2 separate regions of the Mus musculus genome follow, and region 1 is linked to region 2. The links are chromatin contacts, called in public HiChIP or PLAC-seq maps. All regions are on one chromosome and are shown on one strand. The core of a region is the stretch at or near the end of the contact, and the rest is flanking DNA. Distances in the headings are between cores, read along the strand shown. Region 1 overlaps Stat6 (signal transducer and activator of transcription 6). Region 2 holds the start of Os9 (amplified in osteosarcoma).

Evidence for each region. HiChIP or PLAC-seq counts read pairs in DNA pulled down with a chosen protein or histone mark.
Region 1: an H3K4me3 HiChIP or PLAC-seq map of embryonic stem cells shows a contact between it and region 2, with 8 read pairs. The contact joins the enhancer-like site here to the promoter of Os9 in region 2. A contact is called at or near these places in 2 of 39 promoter capture datasets (cranial neural crest and pre-B cells), 3 of 484 Hi-C or Micro-C datasets (CD4 T cells, the G1E-ER4 cell line and embryonic stem cells) and 1 of 115 datasets of contacts at active chromatin or transcription factors (embryonic stem cells).

The regions. Positions count from the first base shown.
Region 1 is chr10:127,655,383-127,662,671 of GRCm38.p6, forward strand. It overlaps Stat6 (signal transducer and activator of transcription 6), which reads left to right. Exons shown (of 22, transcript NM_009284.2): 13 at 1-121; 14 at 1,542-1,636; 15 at 1,726-1,862; 16 at 2,174-2,320; 17 at 2,815-2,878; 18 at 2,975-3,079; 19 at 3,247-3,318; 20 at 4,051-4,116; 21 at 4,207-4,335; 22 at 4,413-5,605. The coding sequence ends at 4,599. Nab2 (Ngfi-A binding protein 2) reads right to left here. Exons shown (of 7, transcript NM_008668.2): 7 at 5,536-6,397. The coding sequence ends at 6,288. Among named protein-coding and RNA genes, the nearest start is that of Gm30989, 6.0 kb to the left of the region's middle. Within about 2 kb of position 2,924, at least 40 of the 459 cell types and tissues checked have an H3K27ac peak or open chromatin away from gene starts, as enhancers often do. A contact at or near this core is called in the G1E-ER4 cell line and embryonic stem cells, where this site is marked.
Region 2 is chr10:127,118,619-127,125,846 of GRCm38.p6, forward strand. Os9 (amplified in osteosarcoma) reads right to left here and starts at 2,542. Exons shown (of 15, transcript NM_001171026.1): 1 at 2,339-2,542; 2 at 1,751-1,927; 3 at 986-1,049; 4 at 785-861; 5 at 481-579. The coding sequence starts at 2,500.

The sequences.
Region 1 (7,289 bases), core at 1,674-4,173, 540 kb after region 2:
GACCAGCCGGGGACTGCTTCCAGAGCACTTCCTGTTCCTCGCCCAGAAGATCTTCAACGACAACAGCCTCAGTGTGGAGGCCTTTCAGCACCGCTGTGTGTCCTGGTCACAGTTCAATAAGGTCATTCTCCTGCTTTCAGTTTCTGACCCCAGCTCTTCACCCTCCAGTCACTCAAGAGCTCCTTTGCCTCTGCTCGTTGTGTAGCTTAGGCTGTCCTCAGACTCACCAGATAGCCCAGGCTAGCCTTGACTTCACAATCCTCCCACCTCAGTCTCCTACAGAAATGCACAGGAATGAGCCACCAGGTCCGACAGGAGCCTGTATTCTGACTTTTATTTTATTTTTTACTTTTTAAGATTTATTTATTTGCTGGGCAGTGGTGGTGCATGCCTTTAATCCCAGCACTTGGGAGGCAGAGGCAGGTGGATTTCTGAGTTCAAGGCCAGCCTGGTCTACAAAGTGAGTTCCAGGACAGCCAGGGCTACACAGAGAACCCCTGGCTCAAACAAACAAACAAATAAACAAACAAACAAACAGATTTATTTATTTTATGTATGTGAGTACACTGTTGCCGTCTTCAGACACCAGAAGAGGGCATCAGCTCTCATTACAGATGGTTGAGAGCGACCACGTGGTTGCTGGGAATTGGACTCAGGACCTCTGAAAGAGCAGTTGTTGCTTTTAACCAACCGCTGAGCCATCTCTCCAGCCTGTATTTCCAACTTTTAATATCAGCTACTGTATTTTTCTCTGTCTCCAAAGTGAGGTGGCTCAGGACTGAGTCAGTTACAAGAACAGGGAAAGGAGTCCATGTCTGTGACCATGTTATCATCACGCAAGTCACCGAATGAATGCTAAAGTCACTTTTCAAGAAACAACGCCTTCCCTTGGCTCCCACTTTAGGCTTTTCCTCTTTCAAGCAAACAAACCAGAGGGTGGGGGAGAAGAAGCTCATGTGGCCAGAGAAAGCATCGCTGAGGAGAACAGGACAGCAGGACAATTATCTTCCTCTGGATGGGCCTTTAGCAGGTCCCACTGGGGATGCGACAATAGGCTGCAGGCTTAAACCTCCACCCTGTCCCGCCAGTAGTGTGGACCTAAGGAAGTCACTTGCCTTTCCAGCTTCCATTCCATTGCTCTGATTGTTATGTGATATACAGAAAGATTAAAAAAAAAAATGGGGCTGGTGAGATGGCTCAGTGGGTAAGAGCACCCGACTGTTCTTCCAAAGGTCCGGAGTTCAAATCCCAGCAACCACATGGTGGCTCACAGCCATCCGTAATGAGATCTGACGCCCTCTTCTGGAGTGTCTGAAGACAGCTACAGTGTACTTACATATAATCAATAAAAAAATCTTTAAAAAAAATGAATATACAGGAAAGCCTGAAGGAGTGCCTAGGGCGGTTGGGGTAAGCAGTTGCCATTGATGGGCCTTAGGTCCACTTTGGTCTTCAACTGTTGATCCTCAGACTCTCAAAGCCCCATGCTTGTTCCAGCTCAGCCCTTCCCCCACTCACCTCTGTACTCCTCCCCACTTCAGGAGATCCTGCTGGGCCGAGGCTTCACATTTTGGCAGTGGTTTGATGGTGTCCTGGACCTCACCAAACGCTGTCTCCGGAGCTACTGGTCAGATCGGTGAGTCCCTGCCTCAGGGACCAAACGCCTATGGCTCCCTCTTCACACCCAGAACCCAACAGCCTTGTCCTCTCCTTCACTCTGACCAGGCTGATCATTGGCTTTATTAGTAAGCAATATGTCACTAGCCTTCTCCTCAATGAGCCAGATGGGACCTTCCTCCTCCGCTTTAGCGACTCTGAGATCGGGGGCATCACCATTGCACACGTCATCCGGGGTCAGGATGGTGAGTCACCACAATCCTCTAACTCCATGCTCTCTCCTGGGGTGGGAGGGGTTCTGGGGGAAGGAAATGCCCCGGCTACCCTTGATGTCCACCTGATCTTCAGGAACTTCTTCCTAGCATTTTACTTCCCATCTTCCTGTGGTATAACCTTCAACTCCTATGGCAATGGAGACAAGTGGGTCCCCTTCACTCTAGCCTTCACCCTAGGCCTTCTCTCACCTGCCCTGGTGGGTTGAGAATGGATCTTGTGATGGGGCTGGGGAAAAAGAAATTTGGACGGGAGGACACTTAGAGTCTCATTCCTCTCCTAGGCTCCTCACAGATAGAGAACATCCAGCCATTTTCTGCCAAAGACCTGTCCATTCGCTCACTGGGGGACCGGATCCGGGATCTTGCTCAGTTAAAAAACCTCTACCCCAAGAAACCCAAAGATGAGGCTTTCCGGAGTCACTATAAGCGTGAGCAGGCAGCTCTGAAACCTCCTGTCACACACTGTCTCCCTGCCCTGGCTGTTGCCCTTTCTGTCGGTTGTCTCTCTTCTCTCCCATTTTGTAGCCCCGCCTCCACCTGCCCATCAATCTTCTTCCCTCCCTCTCTCCCTCCACCTGCCCATCAACCTTCCTCCCTCCCTCCACCTGCCCATCAATCTTCTTCCCTCCCTCTTTCACTCCACCTGCCCATCAACCTTCCTCCCTCCCTCCACCTGCCCATCAATCTTCTTCCCTCCCTCTCTCCCTCCACCTGCCCATCAACCTTCCTCCCTCCCTCCACCTGCCCATCAATCTTCTTCCCTCCCTCTCTCCCTCCACCTGCCCATCAATCTTCTTCCCTCCCTCTCTCACTCCACCTGCCCATCAACCTTCCTCCCTCCCTCCACCTGCCCATCAACCTTTCCCCCTCCACCTCTGTGGCAGTGGGATACTCCACAGTTCTCCTTTCCTTCCTGCCACAGCCGAACAGATGGGGAAGGACGGGAGGGGTTATGTCTCTACTACTATCAAGATGACTGTGGAAAGGTGAATAAACGGTTAGTGGGTGGAGACTGGGGGCCGTACTTGTCGGCAGGAAGGAGTGACCTTTGTCAGTCACGTGTGCTTCCTTCCCTCCTGTAGGGACCAGCCCCTTCCTACTCCAGAGCCCCAGATGCCTGCCATGGTGCCACCTTATGATCTTGGAATGGCCCCTGATGCTTCCATGCAACTCAGCTCAGATATGGGGTAAAGAGCTTGAGAGACGGGAGGGGACTGGCCTGTGCGCAGGCTTTCAGCGTAGCCAGCCGGTCGGCCGAGCAAGCTGGCCTTTTCAGACTGAATTTTCCTTTCTCGGAGGCAGGGTGTGGGGTTATCTGGGAGGGCTCGCACTGGAGTTTGTTTTCTTTCCCCAGGTATCCTCCACAGTCCATCCACTCATTTCAGAGCCTAGAAGAGTCCATGAGTGTACTGCCATCTTTTCAGGAGTAAGTCAGATGCGGTGGGGCAGCGTCCCGTCACAAGCCATGAATTGCCAGGCTTTGCGGAAGCAGCCCAGGCTGAACTCCGTCCTCCATGTGCTTGTGGGAGTGATGTCTAAGACTCAGAAGGCCAGGGTTAGAGGTCCTAGCCTCCAGCAATAACGATAATGACGTTATGGTGAAGGTTACACGAATTCATAATGTGTGTAGGCCCGAGCTGAGCGCTTACAGCAAACACTGCTAGCATATTCTCTCTCACCTGTGAAATTTACAGCAACTTATTTGCCGTATATTTGCTGTATTGCTGTGGTGCTGGGGCCTAAGCTCGTGCTAAGGACTGAACATGTGCCAAGCGCGTGCTCTGCCACTGACGACATCCCAGCAGCTGGGGTGATTTATTATTTATTAATCTTTTTTAATCCTAAAAATGATGCAGACTTTTTCCTTCCTCGAGTACCTTGGTGGTTTCATCAGCTCTATCTGACTTCTAGGGTTTGATGTGGGGTGGGCCTAGGGAACAGAATACCTATCGTTCAGACTGGACACACTGGAAACTCATACTATTTTACGGGGGGGAGGGGGGCGGGGGGACCTGATCTCAGAGCACAGTCAGTGAGATGCTAAGTCAAGACTTAGCATGGCAGCTTGTTTCCTGACTCATGTCTTGACTTTTGAATTCTCATTCTCTCTCTTTCCTCTCTCTCTCTTTCTGCACCCGCTTTTCCTTCCTGCTTCCAGGCCTCACCTGCAAATGCCCCCCAACATGAGCCAGATAACCATGCCCTTTGACCAGCCTCACCCCCAGTAAGTGACAAAGCCATTCCTGGCCCCACCCTCTCTGTTCTTCCCTTGCCTACCCCACCCCTCCTAATTTCCTCTTCTGACCCCTGGCAGGGGTCTGCTGCAGTGCCAGTCCCAGGAACATGCTGTGTCCAGCCCTGAACCCATGCTTTGCTCAGATGTGACTATGGTAGAGGACAGCTGCCTAACTCAGCCTGTGGGAGGTTTCCCCCAAGGCACCTGGTGAGTAGCAACCCGGGAGTGAGGGCTGAGACAATGGGTGCTGTGCCTGCTCCCCTACTTCTCCCTCCTCTTTGCAGGGTCAGTGAAGACATGTACCCTCCCCTGATGCCTCCCACTGAACAGGACCTCACCAAGCTTCTCCTGGAGAACCAAGGGGAGGCAGGAGGGTCCTTAGGAAGCCAGCCCCTCCTGCAACCATCTCCTTATGGGCAATCAGGGATCTCACTGTCCCACCTGGACCTAAGGACCAACCCCAGCTGGTGATCCCAGCTGGAGAAGCCCAGAAACAAAGCCTCTTCTGTCTCTATGGACCAGCTCTGGACACCTGCTCATGCAGGTGCCTTCCGTCTCAACTGTTCCTTGGTCAAGAGAAAAGAACTGGCTGGGAGACCATGTGGTGTATGGAACTGCTGTGCTCTGTCCTTCCTGCCATATCAGGGCCCCCCTTTTCCAGCACTGGGTGCAAAGGGATGAGTGGGGTGTTAATGCTCGAATGTGATACAACTGTATCACAACACACACGCACACACACATACACACACACCAGAACTGTGTTGAGCCAGGGCCTGGGACTCAACATACAGAAACATAGAGACATTGTGCCAAAGACAGAGGGCATATAGGCCTAGGGCATTGAAGCTGGGCTCAGGTGACTCTGGGAGGGAGAAAAAGGAAAAAGTGGGTATACAGTCACTGGTGTGAGTTCTACCCAGATTTTAAAAAACAAGACTCCAAAGCTCCAAATTCTTGCAAAAAAAGATGCCTAGTGACATTTGAGACTGCATTCTAAGAGCTAAGCTTGTGTATAGCTGTACCAATGTTTACCCAAGACATGTTAACCTATAGAAGTCACACATCACTGTATGACCGCACAGAACATGTATCTTCTGCTTTTGCCAGTGTGACCTTAACATATCTGAAAGGCTGAGACATTGTATAAGACAGCAACCCAGTATCATTTGGGGAGTAACTATGTGGCTGTGACATGCATAAAGCTCTAGCCTGGGTAACTTGATGCTTCCAGTGTTTCCTAGAGCCTGGGATATAAGTAGGGATGCAGACCTCTCTGTGTAAACTCCCTGGGCGTTGAGGCCCTCAACTGCTGTCTCTTGTACTTTTCTGTCCACTGCCAGCTCTGCCCCCCTCCCCCGGCTCTTACCCAGTCCTTTTTCCCTCACTGGAGGGGAAGGGGGCCATGGATCCTAAGCCATAAAATAAATTTTATTCCAAAATAACAAAATAAATAATCTACTGTACACAATCTGAAAAGAAAGACACGCTAAGTGTTCGACAGGTGCTGCAGTCCTGCCGGCTGAGGAGGCCCAGGGTCCAACCCAGGCCTCTAAGGGGCTGGTGGAGGGAACTTCGGGGCACCCTCCCACACAGTGCTGAGAGAAAGGTCTGCGGGGAGGGGGGAGATAAGAACGGGTGGGCAAACTGCAGCACTTGTTAAATTAAAGAAACAAACTAGAAGCACGAAAAATGGGGATGGGGAGGGGAGACCCAGTTTTCCCAAGCCCCCAGTCTCAGAGTGAAGGTTCCACTGTAAGTCGCTAGACCTTCCTGGGGAAGTTCTTTCTCCGTGTCCAAGTGAAGTAGTTCAGCTGCTCACACCACTGCTGGCCACCTGGAGAATATGTGTGTGTGTGTGTGTGTGTGTGTGTGTGTGTGTGTGTGTGTGTGGTATGAGAGAAAGGAGAGCCCCAGCAGGCTGGAGGCAAAGTCCGTGCCCCTAAGCCGGGTGAGGGCACACCTTGCACCGTCCTTGTGTCCTCTGGCCAGGCCCCTGCCTGTTATTGCTTGAAGCCCCATAGTCCTGTGCCCATGGGGCGGATGGGAGGCAGAGGGCAGCAGAAGGATCCTTCTAGGGTAGTGGCGAGTGCAAGGATGGAGAATGTGGGGGTCTAAGTGAGCCAGAAGTCTGGGTCCTGGGTCTGAGACTTCCCCCACTTTCACTGCCGGCTGGCTTCTGCCTCCACTTTAACGCTGCTCCTGCGGCCCTCCACCAGAGCAGGATGAGGTCCCGGGGCAGGGCAGCGGTCCAGCAACCCCTCCTCGAACTCTGTAGGAAAGAGGTGTAGGTTGGTTAGAACACTGGGTTGGAGGCTGAGCAGAAGCGTTGTTATGAGGCCAGGCACAGAAAAATGCGAAGACAGCTCCATTTATTGAATTACTGCCTCCTGCCCACTGCATGTGTATGGGGGTTCCGTACCCAAGCGTATGCAGCTCCCCCTCCTAGTTTGGTTGTGTGTAGCTCTCTGTCTCTGTGTGTCTCTCTTCCCTGTCTCGCCCGCCTCTGCTCTGCTGGAATTTCTGGTTCTGTCAGGAGCTGCGGGGGCGGCTTGGCTCTGACCTCTCTCCCTCCCCCTCCCCCTTCCCAGGCCCAGCCACCCCCCTCCACTCACCTCGGGTCCCCTCCCAGGTCTCGCCCTCCCTATAAGTGCTCCCCGAGTTTTTGGTAGCCAAATCAGGGGAAACACAGGAAGCTAGACTCCCAGCTCCTCCCTCAAGAGAAGCACCCCCTTCAGTCCCCGCCCCCACTTCCCACCCACGCACAGTTTAAAAATACCAAGCCAGGGTTGGTGGCTTTGCCTGCGGCGTCACTCTCAGCCCAGCGGCTGCCCGGCCCTCTCCTTTCCTATGCACACATAAAGTGCCCAGTTTGGGCTCCTTGGTTTCCAAGCTGGGGAACCCTATCCCCACAACTCCCAGCGATTCCATCCCCTGCATTAGGTAGCTCTAGCCAGGCCTCCCTTACTGCTGTCTCCCCTGTTCACCTTCACCCCTCATTCTGTTCTCTGCTCCTTGGTCAAAGATCCCCACCTGAATCAGACCCTCCCACTTGGAAATAACCCAGTAGTAGCTTGCCCTGTTCAAGGTCTGGCTAGCTGGAGCTCCTCCTACTGTTCTGACAGCTGTATCCCTCTTCCTCCCTCTGGTCCTAGAAAATGAGG
Region 2 (7,228 bases), core at 1,292-3,791:
ATGTAACTATCTGATATTCAGGGTATCTGATGTATGGGCCTTGTGGGGGGGTCGCGACCCACAGGTTGAGAACCACTGGCCTGTGGCTTCTTTCAGACTCGCTTCTCACTTTAGCGTCTGTCTTCCCCTCTACCTCAGGCCTTCCCTACACGCAGGAGCTTCCTGTTCACTCCCCGTTCTGCCGGAAGAGTCAAGACCAATGTCTCCCTGCTACACCCAGAGCAAGAAGAGTCAAAGGCAGGCGCTAACGTTTACAGCTTAGGTAGCGGGGGAAGGAGAGGAGATGCTGGAAAGGTTAAATGTGGCTAGAAGTACTGAGGGTAGCCTGTGGTAAACGAAGAGTTAAATTACCTCTGAAGATGCAGCTGAGACTGGGCTGGACACCTAAGAGATCCTCTGACTCCAGGGCATAAGCATTCTCCTCCCTTAGCAGGCAGACTACTGTTATTCAGGGACCCTTTTCTTTCCTGGAAGACTTACCCGAACTTCAGCTTCTCGGGGCTTCCCGTTGAGATCACATTTGGACCCGTTGCCGTAGGTCTGGCTGTGGTAGCGTTTCAGCCGATGCTGCTTGGAAGCCTGGAGAAAACATGAGGCGGGGTGGAGAGGGCGTGAGAAAGGGAACACACTCCCGCAGGGACCGGGGGATCACAGAACAGAGCCCAGGAGGCTTGATGGGTACCAAACCCCAAGAGGCACACCAGCTCAATGTGACCCTCCCTGTTGCCTGGGCCCTCTATCTGCCGCTCAGCCGGTCCCCAATCCAACCCCACACCCCAGTCACCTTGGCTGTTTCGTCGTCCCAGTTGAAGGAGGACTGGTAGTGGCCAAGATAGAGGACGTCACCTTTGATCTCCGAGTCTGTAAGGGAAACCACAGTAAAGCCCACTATTCTCATGATGAGGCCTAGAAGGGAGGACTGGGAGGGAAGGTTACCAACCACACAGGGTCATGAAGGCTTAGGGGGAGTGTAGGAGCGATTCACCTTCCATATGGTACTGCTGGATATGACGTCCATAACAGAATTCATATGTCCACCAGTCCTTGGTCTGATAGTGGAAAAAGGAACAATCAGGAGGCAAGAAAATGATCTCCTTGTGAAACCACAGTCTCCTGGCTCCGAGATATATAACCTGTCATTTAGTTCTCACCTCCCTTTTTCTCTCCCCTCCCGCATTCTCGACTCTGTGAGAAGGGACAGCTGTTTTCTTTTCGTGGCTGGAGACGCACATCTAAAGTATAACTGATCCCCACCCATGCCCTTTCTTCTTCTTTTCTTCTTCTCTTCTTTCTTCTTCTTTCTTCTTTCTTCTCAGACAGGGCTATGATGCTCTGTGACCCACCTGGGATCACAGGCATAAATCATTCCCTGCCCTCCATAAAGATAAGAAATCATGGTATCCTTGAAGCACTTGGATGAGGACTCCCACAGGTTCAAGTATTCACTGAACTTCGTGGAATACAATGGCATCCTGAGGTAATGAGCAATAGGAGCAGGAGGTGACTTTACAGGTAGGCTCCAGCTCTTCTGGTCCCACCACCGTCCTTCTGATGTTGGTTTAACCTATTTTGAGATCTTCTATCTTAACCTTTCCCTACATTCAGCAGAGTCTTTGCTTTGCACGCCCCCACCCCACCCCCCACGCTCCCCCCCCCCCAAACATATCTAGTACACCAATGGCCCTTTAACTCCCACTGGCCTCCATTCCGGTTCCCAAGCCTTCCCTCCGCCCACCCCAGTTCCTTTCACCTTCAGCAAACAAGGGGCATCTCTCATTGGGCTCAACAATTCAGGGATCCCGGGCCCCTGGTAAGCAGGCGTCTCCTCCTCTCTTTCACGTTGGAAGTGAATAGCTCCAGCTGGTAGGCGGCACTCATAGCGCTGTTTGTACTTTGAAGACACAACCACCACGTCTGAAGCTTGGCTCTGGGAAAGAAGGGTCGGGAAGAGGGGCAGGGAGGCAGAGGCTGGGACCAAGAACAACGAGATCCCTCTTCAGACCCTGGGGACGTGCCCAGTGGAAGAGAGAATAAGCCACAAGTCCTCCAGCTGCCCCGGCTGAGCGGAGGAGAGGGCGTTCTCGCTTCCCCACCCGGCGGGGTCCCAGTGATTTCACTACGACCTGGGGAACTAAGGTCTACAGTGGGGAGCCCTACCCCTGTCGGTGCCTGGTCTCCGAGGATGGGTCTGCCTGCCATTCCCAGCAGGACCGCAGGAACACCACCATCCCTTCTCCATTCCCCCATTCTCCCGAGCCCGGTGCGCAGTTGCCCTTCCTCCTCCACCGTGCGCCCCTTCCTCTTGCACAGGACCCTCACCTCGCCCCACACCCCTTACCTGCCCTCCCATGACAGGCAACGGCAAGATCTGGATGCCATAACGCATCTCACTCAGCTCCTCCAAATTCAGGCTCCCGACACCGCCCGTCAGACGCGCAGGTAACAGGAGCCCTAGAAATAGCAATCCCAACAGACTGGACAGCAGCACCTCCGCCGCCATCTTCCGCTCCGTCTCTGCTAGAGATGTCCCTTCCGCCCCAAACCTGGCAGCGGCCTCACCCGCCCATTAGCGCCCCAAGCTTTCATTGGCTGTCCGGGAGCTCTCTCTTACGTAACGCATCCTCATTTGTAAACGTGGCGTCAAAGCCTCCAGGGAGGCGGGTCGCATTGTTAGTAAAAATCAATAGCTGTTTCTGATTGGCCAAGAGCAACAACCAATCATCGGCGAGATTGGGCCCCTCCCCTCCTCGCTCCTTAATCCTGAGGTGTGGTATGTGGCTGTGTTCTTTTGCCTGTTGTCTCATCCCCAGCTGTCGGAAATAAACCTTCTTACTATTTTTCATATATTTCTTGCAATGTATGGCATCTCCATCGGGCAGAATATTGAAGCGGATGGTGAGTGCGGGGGATATTTTTGGAAGTTACTTAATATCTTTTCAAAATATACTATACAGAAGCATGCTTCTTCATAAAAATATACATATATCGCACAGATATTTATGTATGTACATATATAATTATGTACATATTTACATTTATATACACACAAATATACATGTACATATTTTTATATACACATATATGATAATATATTACCAACAACCAAATAATCTGTGTCAAAACCTGAATTTGCCCTCCAATAAAATTATTTTAAGAAGGAGAGTGTGGTAGTGCATGCCTGTAATCCCGACACTCATGACACAGAGGCAGGAGGCTCAATAATTCAAGGTCATCCTCTTCCATATTGTGAGTTTGAGACCAGCCTTCGATATTTGAGTCACACTCTCAAATACACACAGACACTGGCTTAGCAGGGTTCAAGCTGCATCACAGTTGGTGTACACACCTGGAATCCAAGCAGTCATCCTTGGCTACATAGAGTTGGGTTCAAGCCTGGAATACATAAGACTCTGTCTCAAAAGAAGAAGAAATAATAATGGAGCCAACAGTGGAGGTAGATGCCTATAATTATAAGCTGAGGCAAAAAGATGAACAGTAGGAGCCAGCCCAGCTTATGAATAGCAATCTTTGAGGAGGAGGAGGAGGAGGAGGAGGAGGAGACAAGGAGGAGGAAGGCAGGGGAGAGGAGAAGGAAGAACTAAAAATAAGGGCCTTCTGGTTAAAGTTGGGCTGGGTCTTGGGTATGTGGGTAAAGTGTCTGTTTGTCCAGACTGTAAGGGAAAACCTGTAAAAACAAAAGGGAAATGAAGCTGGAAACAGACGGTAACTGAATTAGCAACCCTGAGAATATCAATTCCTAGACAACGGCAAACGAGAGACATTATATACCATTGGAAAATTTCTGCGGGGAAGCTCACCACGCCAGGGGAAAATCTAAAAGATACACAGACACATATCCTGCTTTTAACACCTTGGGTTATGTGCCTGCACACAGACTTTTCGATCAGATCTTCATAAGACCTCACAGTTAAAAACTCGGAAAGCCAAGCACAGTTATCTATCTAAGGGAAATCCTTAATACACAAGAAAGAAACCAAAACAAGCAAGTCAGAAAGGAAAAAGCAAATTGGAGGCTAGAGAGATGCCTGGGGTGGAAGAGGCAGGGGTAGATGGAAAAGTGTTTTGGTGTAGGCCTGAGTTCATAGAAAAATCTAGCTCAGCCGACAATCTGTCATTTCAACTCATCAGGGCAGTTTTATGTCAGTGTGACACAAGCTAGAGTCATCTGAGAGAAAGGTGCTCCGCTGAGAAAATGCCTCCACAAGATCAGGCTGTAGTCCAGCCCATAGGACATTTTCTTGATTAGTGAATGTAGCCCAGCCCATGGTGGGTGGAGCCATCCCTGGGCGGATGGGCCAGGATTCTATAAGAAAGCAGGCTGAGCAAGCCAGTAAGCAGCAACCCAGCATGGTCTCTGCATCAGCTACTGCCTCCAGGTTCCTCCCCTGTCTGACTTCCTTCAGTGATGAACAGTGGCGTGGAAGCATAAGCCAAATAAATGTCCTTCCTTAACTTGCTTTTGATCCTGGTGTTTTATCACAGCAATAACAACCCTAAGACAAACAGAATAGGCAGATCCTGGGGGCTTCTTGGCCAGCCAGTCTAGCCAAATTGGCAAATTGGCATGCTCCAGCGTCAACCAAAAACCCTGTCTCAAAAACAAAGGTAGGGAGCAATAGAGGGAGACGCCCGTGCCGATCTCTGGCCTCGATATGTCACAAACACTCACGTATGGACGTACACGAGCACACCCCTCTTATTCAAATTAAAAAAAAAAAAAAAGCAAATTAGAGCAAACAGATTGCCAAGCAGGAAAATGGCTTAAGTGTCCTCGGTGGAATAATCCAGTGCGTCTGAAAAGAGCGCACTGCACGGCTGAAACCTTCAGTGAGTCAAATCCAGGGCTCTATGTGGAGCCATACCTGGCGAATGTGCAACACTGAAATACATCCCCATTTCAGGCAGGGTGGCACTTAGCTCAGGAGACCTAGAAGTCATTATCCTGCTCCACCCTCAAGCACTGTAATTAGAATGCTGTGTTTTTCTTATTGTTTATTAATTTGCATGTATGTGTTGTGCCCAAGGAAGCCAGAAGAGGGCGCTGAATTCCTTAGAGCTGGAGTCACAGTAAACTGAAAAGCCAAACCTCAGTGCTGGGGAGCCAAACCCAGCTTCCCTGGAAGAGCAGTGTGTACCCTTAACTGATGAGCTATCTCTCCAGCCCCAAAAGTATATATATTTTAAGAAGATTTATTCATTTATTATATGTAAGTACACTGTAGCCGTCTTCAGATGCACCAGAAGAAGGCATCAGATCTCATTATCGATATTTATAAGCCACCATGTGGTTGCTGGGATTTGAACTCAAGACCTCTGGAGGAGCAGCCAGTGCTCTTAACCTCCTAGCCATCTCTCCAGCAGCACCCCCAAGCTATTTTTTTTAAATATTTATTTATTTTATACATATGAGTGCTCTATTTGCATGTATAACAGAAGAGGGCATCAGATCCAATTATAGATGGTTATACATGGTTGTGAGCCACCATGTGGTTGCTGGGAATTAAACTCAGGACCTCTGGAAGAGCAGCCAGAATCACTGAGCCATCTCCCCAGACCTTTAAAAGAAAAAATTATGTGTGTGTGTGTGTGTGTGTGTGTGTGTGCAACTACCATTCAAATAAACAAAAGGAGTTCTTAGAAAGCTAAACTATAATGGAAGAAAATAAAAACTCAACAGAGGGGCTGGAGAGATGGCTCAGTGGTTAAGAACACTGACTGCTCTTCCAGAGGTCCTGAGTTCAATTCCCAGCAACCAACTGCATGGTGGCTCACAACCATCTATAACAGGATCTGATGCCCTCTTCTGGTGTGTCTGAAGAGAGCAATGGTGTACTCATATAAATAAATAAACCTCTAAAAAATTTACTCCAGGTGTGGTGGTGCACACCTTTACTCTTGGCACAACAAAAGCAGCAGCAGGTGGATGTTCTGTGAGTTCGAGGCCAGCCCGGTCTATACAACAAGTTCCAGGACAGCCAGGGCTACACAGAGAAACCCTGTCTCAGGAAGAAGAATACAGGCAGGCATAGTGCCAGGAAGTTCATTTTAGTGCTCAGATGGCAGAGGCAGGCACATCTATCAGTTGGAGGAGCAAGCCTTGGATTCATAGACCCTGTCTCAAAAACAAACAAACAAAAAGAAAAAAAAAAGATATTTAAAAGGAGCTCCAGGGCTGGAGAGATAGCCCAGTCAGTAAAGTTATCCTAGATAGGGCCTGTGTCGATCCCCAGAAGCTGGGTAATCCCAGCAGGTCACCGGCAACACTCATGCTTGCAATGCTAGCACTGGGGAGGTAGAGACAGCATGCCTGGGCCCTCCGGCCAGCCAACCTCCTCCATCTACTAGGTGATGCTAGGCAGTGAGACCCTGACCAAAACAAAACCCCACCGAAGCTGGCTAGAGGAACAAGAGCAAATGCTAACCTCTGGCCCCAAAAGGTACCAGCACAGGCATACATGCACATACATGCACATGGACATGAACACAGATACACAGACACGATGAATAAGTGTTTCATGATGGGCAGGGTAACCTGCTTGTAATCTCAGTACCCAGGAGGCTGCAGGAAAACGGTTGCAACTTGAAATCCAGCCTGGTCAACCCATCAAGTTCCAGGTTAGCCAGGAATACATATCAAGCCCTTGTCTCAAAGAAGAATTGCACATTGGTCACAACAATTTTTTAAAAAGACTTATTTGTTTTATGCAGATATTTTTTTTATCTGAATGTACACCTTTGTGCCAGGAGAGGGCATCAGATCCCAGGACCGATAGATGGCTGTGAGCCACCAAGTGGTTGCTGGGAGTTCAACTCAAGAGGCAGCACTTTTAACCACTGAGCCATCTCTCCAGGGTGAAGCCAGCAGTAGTGGCACAGGCCTTTAATCCCAGCAGAGACAGGCAGATCTCCATGTTGGAGGGTAGGCTGGTATATATAGTGAGTTTGTGGACAGCCAGGGCTACACAGGGAGACCCTGTCCTGAAAAGCAAAACAAAGAAAAACCCCACAACAAAACAAACCACAAACAAACAAAACTAAAACCGAACAAACAAACAAAGCCCAACAAATGAACAATTTTCAAAGCTCCTAGAGGAAAGAACCAAGCTGCCCTGCAGAGATGACAAGTCAGGGCAACAAGAGCCTTATCAGTTCCCAGGCAATAAGATGACAGTTAAAAAAGCTTACGTGTGGTATTCACAGGGGGCGA